2 separate regions of the Mus musculus genome follow, and region 2 is linked to region 1. Evidence: chromatin contacts called from public HiCAR-type data. All regions are on one chromosome and are shown on one strand. The core of a region is the stretch at or near the end of the contact, and the rest is flanking DNA. Distances in the headings are between cores, read along the strand shown. Region 1 holds the start of Midn (midnolin). Region 2 holds the start of Zfr2 (zinc finger RNA binding protein 2).

What was found. HiCAR-type assays count read pairs that join an accessible place to other places.
Region 2: a contact with region 1 is called in a HiCAR-type map of kidney, with 4 times the contacts expected there. The contact joins the promoter of Zfr2 here to the promoter of Midn in region 1. A contact is called at or near these places in 2 of 115 datasets of contacts at active chromatin or transcription factors (embryonic stem cells and kidney) and 1 of 9 other capture datasets (liver).

The regions. Positions count from the first base shown.
Region 1 is chr10:80,145,465-80,149,973 of GRCm38.p6, forward strand. Midn (midnolin) reads left to right here and starts at 2,808. Exons shown (of 9, transcript NM_021565.2): 1 at 2,808-2,885; 2 at 4,218-4,509. It overlaps Atp5d (ATP synthase, H+ transporting, mitochondrial F1 complex, delta subunit), which reads left to right. Exons shown (of 4, transcript NM_025313.2): 4 at 1-354. The coding sequence ends at 81.
Region 2 is chr10:81,231,625-81,236,516 of GRCm38.p6, forward strand. It overlaps Zfr2 (zinc finger RNA binding protein 2), which reads left to right and starts at 1,539. Exons shown (of 18, transcript NM_001034895.3): 1 at 1,539-1,618. The coding sequence starts at 1,566.

The DNA.
Region 1 (4,509 bases), core at 1,558-4,057:
GGTGCGGCGGACGAGGCAGCACGGGCTGAGATCCAGATCCGTATTGAGGCCAATGAAGCCCTAGTGAAGGCCCTGGAGTAGGTGGTACCTACTGTCTGACACCCACGGGGAAACTGAGCCAGGTCCAGGCCGATGAGAAGTTCCCAGTGGGCTGAAGTGGCCACCAGGGGTCAGCAGTGCTCCAGTTGCTGGGCTTAAAGCTTCCTGGTGCCTGTCTGCCAGGTCATGGAGGATTCCCCAATCTGGCATCCCCACGATGCCTCTGGAGAGATGGCCTTGATTGCCCCTCAAAGCCACCTGAACCGTCGTCAACTTACCCAGCCTGTCTCCATTAAACACCAGGAACCAACTGAGTGTTCTGTTTCTAACTGCACAGCACAAAGCTAGGGCTCTCTTCAACCCTGCCTGGGGTTCCTGTGTCTGGCTGGGCCCCCAGAGGCAATCGGCGACTCTGGGTAGGAAACATGGTGGCTGGTTGTTGGGGTGCTGCCTGCTGGAATGGGTGGGATGGGCAAGCGTTGAGGGCAGGGCATGAAGTAATGGGTGTGACTAGTGCTGCTGGCCAGGCAAAGCGCCCTGACCACCAGCCAGGCCCCCCTGTCCCACCCCACAGGCTCTGGGAAGAATCGGGAACCACCTGCTCCCACAGAGGCTCCGCCCTAGGCACACCCAACCTGTGGGTGGCCCTAGCCTGGCTGGCTGCCTTCCCAGTCCCAGTTGGCACCTCCTTAGGCACTTAGGCCCCTAGCTGCCCCTGGGTGGGGTGGGGAGGCCTGGTAGGGGGTGGCCTTGGCACCACCCCATACCTTTGTACAACCACCCCTCCCCTTCCCACCCCACCCCCATGGCCAGGTATTATGCTGGCTTGCCCTCCTTTTATATAACCCACTTCAGCAGCCTGAGTAGAGTGCCATGGGGGGATAGGGGGAGCAGGGAGGCTTTGAGGGTGGTGAGTAGGTCTGAGCCTGCCATCACTGGGTCATCTGAAACACCTGGACAGTGACCAGGCGGGCTAGAGCCTGAGTGAGGCCTGTCGCACTGTATCAGGGCCCTGTGTGGGTGACTCCCTATGGCCACATGTGCCTGATCTGGGCATGAGTGTGCTAGAACCCTTCCCTTCCGACACTTGCAGCCTGGGGGTATTCCAAGATAAGTCACAACATGGTCATCTAGAGCCCCACGTTCCCAGCTCAGTGGTGTGTGGGCCACAGAGGTCACTGAGGTCATCGGGCTGGACAGATGTCAACAGGAGGCCCTCAGAGCAGCCTGGCCTGGCCTAGTATACCTTGTAGTGTGAATCCTTCATATCTTCCCCACCAGAACTCAGGGAGATATCTCCTATGAGGAGGTGTGAGCTTTGGAGCCTGGCCTCAGGACAGGACAGCCTGTGCTGGCTGGGCTGTGTCCTGGGACAGCAGAGCAGTAGGGCGGGACTGAGAACCTGGAGGTTGGGACCTTCCTGGAGGGCAGGGCCTGGACAGATTACTGAGTCTTGGGCTTCATGCTAAGGACAAAGGACCACACAGGAAGAAGAGACAGGAAGCAGGCAGTCTGGGCACCCTGCATTTATTACAGTGGCTTTCAGTCTGAATGGTGTCAGAGCCAGCCCACCTCACCTATCCCTTCCCTGAGGTCCCTCCAGAGGCAAACCCTGCCTCTGACCTCCACACTGCGCAGCTTCAGTTTGTACTTCTGAACAAACTCCTGCTCATCCCTCAAAGTCTCTGGGCCTCCAAGTGTTCTCTGGCCTGACCATGACCCTGGGAGACTGGGAGTGTCTGGCACGCCTGTCTGCTTGGGGGCCCAGCATGCCTGTCCAGAATGATCAGCCAGAGAGGAAGGTGACCTAGGAAGGAACTGGCCTGGGAGGGGCACCCAGGGTGGTGGTGGTGCTCAGACCAGATAAGTGCAAGAGACCGCATACGTGGACAGGAGATGGAAGGTTAGGGAAGTGATGGAGGGTCTGGCCACGCTCAAATGACAAAGGGCTGGCTCCTTGGTCCATAGGTGGGTGAGTGAGTATCCACCCCAAAGGCCAGGGCCAGGGCCAGTATGTGCCGATGCATCTGTGCTGTGAGAACAGATCACACATGCCAGGCTGCAGAAGGCCTTCCTTTGCTTGTCTGGTACTTTGTAATTAACCCAGAGGGGCCTGGAGATACAGACACATTCAGCCAAGCCCACTGATGACCTGAGCTGACTTCTGGGACCCATATGCTGGAGTGAGAACCAACTATGCTATGGTGTAGGGTGCATTAGGGACTGGGCTACTCAGAGGTCACACAGGTGACTGGCCTAGGCAAGGCCAGGGATGGATGAATCGTCACAGAAATGGCCTCTGAGGTCATCGTTAAAGGATGAGGAGGCTAGGCAGCTGTCAGGGGCACCTACTGCCTAGCAGGTGACACTACCCTGTTTTCCTGGACCTAGGCTGCTGACTAAGGAACCCCTTCCCGTTCCGCCCCCCCCTTCCACACGCGGGCGCCCCCAGGCGGAAGCACCAGGCCAACAGGAAAGGGGGCGGAGCAGGGAAGCAGGCCAAACACCCCCCCAATCCTAATGTGAGGTGAACCCCAGTACATGGGGAGGTAGGAGTTACCCAGGTCGGTGACACCCCTGAGGCACTGCTCTGTGGGTGCTGCGAAGCCCTAGGGCCGGTGTCCCTGTCCAGGCCAGCAGGCGGTGGGGTGGGGTGGGGGGGTTAGGGAATGCGTCACCATTGCCCGGCCCCCCGCCCCTTGCCCGCCCAAACTCCACCCCAGGGAAGGCGGCGCGGATAAAGGCTCAGGGGCCGCCCGCCCGGCCCCAGACCGGCACGGCCACCTCTTGCCAGGACCCATACGCAGGTCATCTGGAGCAGTGGTGACCCAGGACCTACGGAGCCGGTGAGTAGGGGCGGGACCGCACGAAACGGAGAGGGGCCCCCACCCGCCGTAAACTTCTCAGGCTGTCCCACTCTTTGTTCTTTGAATCGTCCGCACCTAGTGTGCCTCAGGACCCGGAGCCCTCCAACTTGTGGGGTGGGAGGGGCTGCGCACTATGGGCACCGCCCTGGCGGGACTGCAGCTCACGCCCCCCAACCCCCCCCCCCCCCCCGCACTCAGCCAGTGACCTTGAACTGTTTGTAGACTCAGTTTCCCTTTATGTGCGGTCTTAAGTCTTCTCTGCATTGCTAAGTATAAAGGTTCTCAACGGACCCTCCCCACATGCAGACCCCCAATTCTTGGCGCACCCCTTCCCCAGCCAAGACGCACGGCACTCCTCCCCCGGGACTCGGGCAGCGCTCCCGGGCGGGGACTGCAGAGGGCGCGCCGGGGCTGCTGACTCACCGCTGCCCGAAGCGGGGCGCGCGCGGGCGCAGCCGGGGACGCCGCATCACGTCACGGCTTGGGCGGGCACACCTCGGGAAACGGGCCGACCCGGGATTGGGAGGGGGGGAAGTCAGAAAAAAAAAAACTGAGGGTGAGTTAGGTTAGGACGCGAAGTGGCACTGGTTCGGGAGGGACGGATCTAATCAAAGCCACGTCACCGAGCTGCAGGGCCCTGCCCAAGCTGTGGGTTCCGCCCAAGTTCTCCAATATCATTGCATCCACCCACCCACGGGGGCGGAAGACAGCCCTGTCCTTGAGAGGCCAGCTCGCGACCCTTGACCATGAGGCTCAGGGCTCAAGCGACAGCTTCCGCAGGCTGTAGCTTCCCGGACAGACCCAGCGGGGAGGCGCCACGATTTCCTGTTCCTTATTCGGGAACAATGGCCGGCTCCTAGCCTTTTCTCCCGACCGCTCCCGTTGCGGACTGAAGGGGTTAGGCTCGCGCAGAGGGGCGGGGAGGGGGGGTGCTAAGTCCTAAAACTCGGGTCCGCTACCCTCAGGGCCCGCCCGCCCTTTGTTAAGGTCTTTGGGCCTTATGAATGGCTCTGGGAGCGGGTGGGGGGTCGCGGGGGCTGGTCAGGATCGGCCTCAGCCCAACCCTCTTGGCATCTCCATTGGACGCAGAAGGGACGGGGCGGAGAGAAAGGGAGGGTCTCGCTGCCACGTGGGGTAGCCCCGCGGCGATTCTCATTGGCCCGGTAGCGCGACGGACTGGGCGGTCTGTGTGTTTTGATTGGCCGCCGCCAGGCCGGCGGAGTAAGTAGTGAATGGGAGGGGGCGGTGGTCCCGCCCATTGGAACGTTGATACATGATAACTTTTTTTTTTCTTCGTACTTTCACCCCCAGATCTTGCGAGCGGCGGCTGCGGCTGTTGCTAAGGGAAGGGACGCGCGGGGTAGCACGACCCGAGAGGGATCCAGGCACCGTGCGAACCAGGATAGCTTGCCCCGTTTCTCTAGGACCCTCCCCGTGCCGTACCCAGGTCGCTGTCATCCGCCCTTGAAAACGGATCACAGACCCCACCCCGGGGCGCAACCCAAGGATCCCACACGACCCCGGAGCACCACTCGGATTCTTGATTGCCGGCTCAATTCCTAACGTTGGGACCTTCCCCAAGGGGCGCACGCACTGCTCCTGT
Region 2 (4,892 bases), core at 289-2,788, 1.1 Mb after region 1:
TCGGAGGGCCATTGATGTCAACGTCTGCCCTCTGCATGTGCACTGACACATGCACTGGCACATGCACACACACACACACACACACACACAAACATTTAAAGAGGGGTGGGGGCGTGGTCAGAGGTGATGTCCTATGTAGAATTCAGCCAGTGGTCAGGGGTAGAGCTCTGCCTAGTATGGCAAGCAAGGGTCCTGGGGAAAATGGAGACTAAGCTACAATTTGATTTAGCAGCTGAGAACTGCAGTTGATTTCCAGACGTTACCAGAAGTAAAAGAGAGCAGAGAAGGATGTCCCCAGTGTCCATAAAGAACTAATCGCCCAGACTTTGGTCCCTGAAAGTGTGAGAGAATAAATGTTTGGGGTTTAACCCCCCTCCATTCAGTTTCTTATCTTTCCTGGTAACTAATATAAGACCCCACATAGTAGTGGATCTCCAAGGTTCTTTCTGCACATCCTGTGAGCACATCAAGTTCCTTCCTGCCACAAGGCCTTTGCCTGTACTGTCAGTACTCTCGGATCTCCTACGTTCATACGAGTGTACATGTGAGTATAGGTCACATAGGCTCTCTCTTCCTGACAACAGGTTTGTTCTAGGCATTTCCCACCATGGAAATGCGTGCCTACTGTCTCACTGAGCACGAGGCTCATTCACCTGTCGGTGCGGCCATAACTCCCACCCACTTTCAGAACCTTCCATCTACCCACACTATGCCCATCACCTCCCTACTTCTTATATCTTACTTCCTGTGTCTGTCAGTCTGAGGACTCCAGGAACCTCCTGGAAGTGAGATCCTGGTCCGAGTGTCCTTTTGTGTCTGACTCATGCTGACATGCTGTCCTCAAGGGCCATCCATCCATGTTGGAATAGGTGTCTGGGTTTCCTTGCATTTTCTGGGCTATTACTCCATTTTGTGTGTTTCCTTTAGCACTGATAAATCAGTTTGCACCTTTCTAGAACACGTCAGAAGTTGGACTCTCAGAGGCAAAAGTCAAGGGCACAGGGCTTGCAATAAATAATAGGGGAAAAGATCACATGTAACTCAAGAGAAACTGCCACAGTCCCCCTGCCTTCTAGAAAGACGTGGGCTACACACCTAGAGCCTTAAGCCTTGGAGGCCACACATGCTCAGGTCAAGGATGGTCACGTGCCACCCACCCACTCTCTCAGCCTTGGAATTTCTCAAGCTTTCTCAAGAATCAGCCAGCTCTCTGCCTTGCGTCCAAGAAGAGATAAGGAAGGTGGCAGTGTACATCAGCAGGTGATGGGGCTTGCCGCCAAGCCCAACTACTGGAGTTTGATCCTTGATCCCTGGGACTCCACGTGGCGGATGGCAGGCCGGGTCTAGAACCGACTTCCCTAAGATGTCCTTTCATCATCATAGAGGCACCTGAGTTAGGCGTCCTCCGTAGGGGGCGGGGCTTGGCCGGTGGGCGGAGACAGGCTGAGGCTCTCTGGGGCTAGGGATGGCAGGTTCGAGCAGGGGCGGGGCTTGAACGAGCACGGGGCGGTGCGTCGGGGGCAAGGCCCTGACGTCACTCCCGTGGGCTCCGGGAGGACGTGGACATGGCGGCTAGCAGCTCTTCCGGCCTCGCGCAGGGCACCAACCCGTCGTCCAGGTAACGAGCCCCGTGGGCGGCGAGGCGCCCCAACCCCGCGGGACTCGGTCGTGAGTCACGGGGAGCGGGGCGGGCCCGAGGCGGGGCGACGGCCCCTGGGGTCCGCGGGAGGGCGGGGCGGGGAGTCCGGGGAGTGACAGGCAGGGTGGGGGCGGGGACCCCGTGGGGATAGGGCTAGCCTAGGAGGGACCGACCTGGATGGGTAGGGTGGGGACCGAGGATGGAGGACAGAGTTGGGGGAGGGGACTGACCTCAGAGAGGACCTGAGACCTTGGGGAACCTTCCAAGCGGGAATAGGGTGGGGTGTTCTGGCCCCTGATGGATAGAATTGGAGTTTTTGGTGTCTGATGTATGGGGGAATCCTCCAGGCAGGGATGGAGTCAGAGTTCTGGTTCCTGATGGATGGAGGACCCTCGAGACGGGGATGGAGTCTGGGGTTCTGATGTCTAGTGGATGGGGGACCCTCCAGATGGGCCTGAATTGGGGGTTCTAATCCCTGATGAATGGGGGACCCTCCAGGTGAGTATGGATTGGGGGTTCTGGTGTCTGACAGATGGGTTACCCTCTAGACAGGGATGAATTTGGGTTCAGTCCCTGATGGATGGGGGGCTCTCCAGACGAGGATGGGGTCTGGGGTTCTGTGTCTAATGGATGGGGGGCTAAGCTAGGCAGGGTAAAGTGAGCCTCTGGTCTTTGGAAGTCAGTAAAGCACAGGCAAGTGGCACAGGCTTCCAATCCAATCTTTGAAGAGAGAAGCTGAGGCAGTGTGTGTGTGTCTAAGTTCAGGGCTAGCCTGAGCTACAGTGAGTATGAGGCCAGGCTGAAGAACTAAAGGAGATGTTGTCTCTAAATAAAAGGCCACATGAATAATGTCCGTGCCAAGTGGAGAGAAGGCGCTTGGCTGTGTGTGAGGAGTTGGGGGCTGACGGCTGGGGACGAGTGTCCTCTTCACTCAGTGGCTTGGTTAGGGTTACAGTTGCAGTGATAACACACCCGGGCCAAGAGCTGGTGAGAGGGTCACTGTGGGGACCAGAGTTCCAGGTCTGTAAGTCAGGCAAGTCCACTGCCGTAGCACAACACACACAAATATACAAATGATGAAAAGAAAAAAAAAAAGAAAAGAAAACGCTCCAGTCAACAGCAAGCTGGGAGGAAAGGATTTGCGTGACTCACACTTCCAGATCACCATGACAGGAGCTCACACAGGGCAGGAACCTGGAGGCAGAGCTGATGCAGAGTCCATGGAGGGCGCTGCTGACAGGCTTGCTCCCCATGGCTTGCTCAGCCTGCTGTCCTATAGAACCCAGGACCAGAGCCCAGGGATGGCGCCACACACATTGGTCCCTAATTAAGAAACCACCCTACAGGCTTGCCTACAGCCTGATCTCATGGAGGCATTTTCTCAGTGGGTTCCCTCCTTTCAGATGACTTTAGCTTGTGTCAAGTTGATCAAAGTTCAGCACAACTGACCTTTGTCAAATTGACACAGCAGTACGACTATTTAGCAGTGACTTTAGTCCTCAAGATCGCTTGTCAGTGAACATCACAATACAAAACATACTACAAACTTCTTTACAAATCAAACCGTTTAAACTCAGTTCGGAGCTGGAGAAGGGCCCAGTGGTTAGAGCACTGGCTGCCATTTCAGAGGACCCAGGTTCGGTACCTGGCACTCTTGCACAGCAGCTCAAAACCACCTGTGGCCCCAGGGTACCTGACACCCCCTTCTGGCCTCTGCAGGCACCAGGTACATATGTGGTGCACAGACAGACATGCAGGCAAAGAAACTCCACACAAAAAGTAAAAATAATAAATCTTTTTAAATGGATAAAAACTCAGTTTCTTTTTTAAAATATCTGCTCTGTAAAACTCCAAAATCTCTTTAAAAAAAAATTCAAAGACTCTCAACTGTGGGTTCCAAGAGGAACGAACCAAGACAAGGTCAAAAGTGAAGCAAGGCAAAAAGCAATTTCACCAATGTAGCTAACTCAGGAGCCAGCGATCTGGGCTTCTTCTGGGGCTCCTTGGCCCCGGTAGCACACACAGCTTGTCTTCTAAATTCTGGCTGGCTCTGCTCTGCCATGGCTGCTGCTGGTCTTGGTGGTCATCCCATGGTACTGGCATCTCCAAAACACTGTGGTCTCTGTGTAACTGGGCTGCACTTTCACCAATAGCCTCTCATGGGATCCCTTCATGGTGCCAAGACTTAACTTCTTTGCATGACCTTTTCACTCTGGGGCCATCAACTGCCACTGTGGCCACATCTTCTTCACCAGTGGCTCTCCTGGCCTCTCACAGTGCCGAGCCCCACTGCTCTCCATGCTTTCCAAACCAGTACCACCTGGATGACTCTTACTAAGTTCGGCTGCCAGCCTGAGGTACAGCCTTGGCTACCTCTGGAACACAGCTGTGTGCTGGCCCTCAGGAAACACTTCCCAGAAGCCTTCACCTCAGTGATGCTGGTCTCTTCTGCCTTTCTTTTCTTCACTTGGGCGGGCCAGAACCACAGACCCTTAGTTCAGAATTGTAGATGGTTGTCCCCCAGCCCCAATGTGGTCTTCAGTCCCTGTGAGCCTCACAGGCCTGTCTTCTACCAGGCACCCTGCACCATCCGGGAAAGCAGCTCCCGAGCTCTTCTCAGTCCTCCGTAGAACACGCTCAGGCCTGTTTCAGCAACTCCTCATGAACCTGGCACCAATCCGTCTTAGTCAGGGTTACCTTTGCCATGGTGAAATGCCATAGCCAAAAGAAGGTGGGGGCACAAAGTGTTTAACTCAGCTTATGGCTTCATACCACTGTCCCTTCCTTACTGAGAGCAAGCTGATGCAAAGGCCATGAAGGGGGCCTGTTTACTGGCTTGCTCCCCATGGCTTGCTCAGCCTATTTATAGAACTCAAGACCACCAGCCTAGGGATGGCACCACCCACAGTGGGCTGGGCCCTCGCCCATCCATCACTAATTAAGAAGATGCCCTAGAGGCTTGCCTACAGCCTGATCTTGTGGAGGCATTTTCTCAACTGAGGATCCCTTTGCGATGACTGTAGCCTGTGTTGACTTGACATGAAGCTACTCAGGAAAACATGAGTCCGCTCCCTGTCCCTTGGATACACTCCTAAGGCCTCTGCCTGTCACCAAGACCACAACTCCATCAGCCAGAAGCAGCCGAGCCTTCCGGGTGCCACCTGGCACCCCTCTGGCAGCTCCTGATCTAGGCTCAGTTTTTGAGCTCTGGATGGTTGCCATGCTGATAACCTCTGGTCACTCAGGGTCCCCG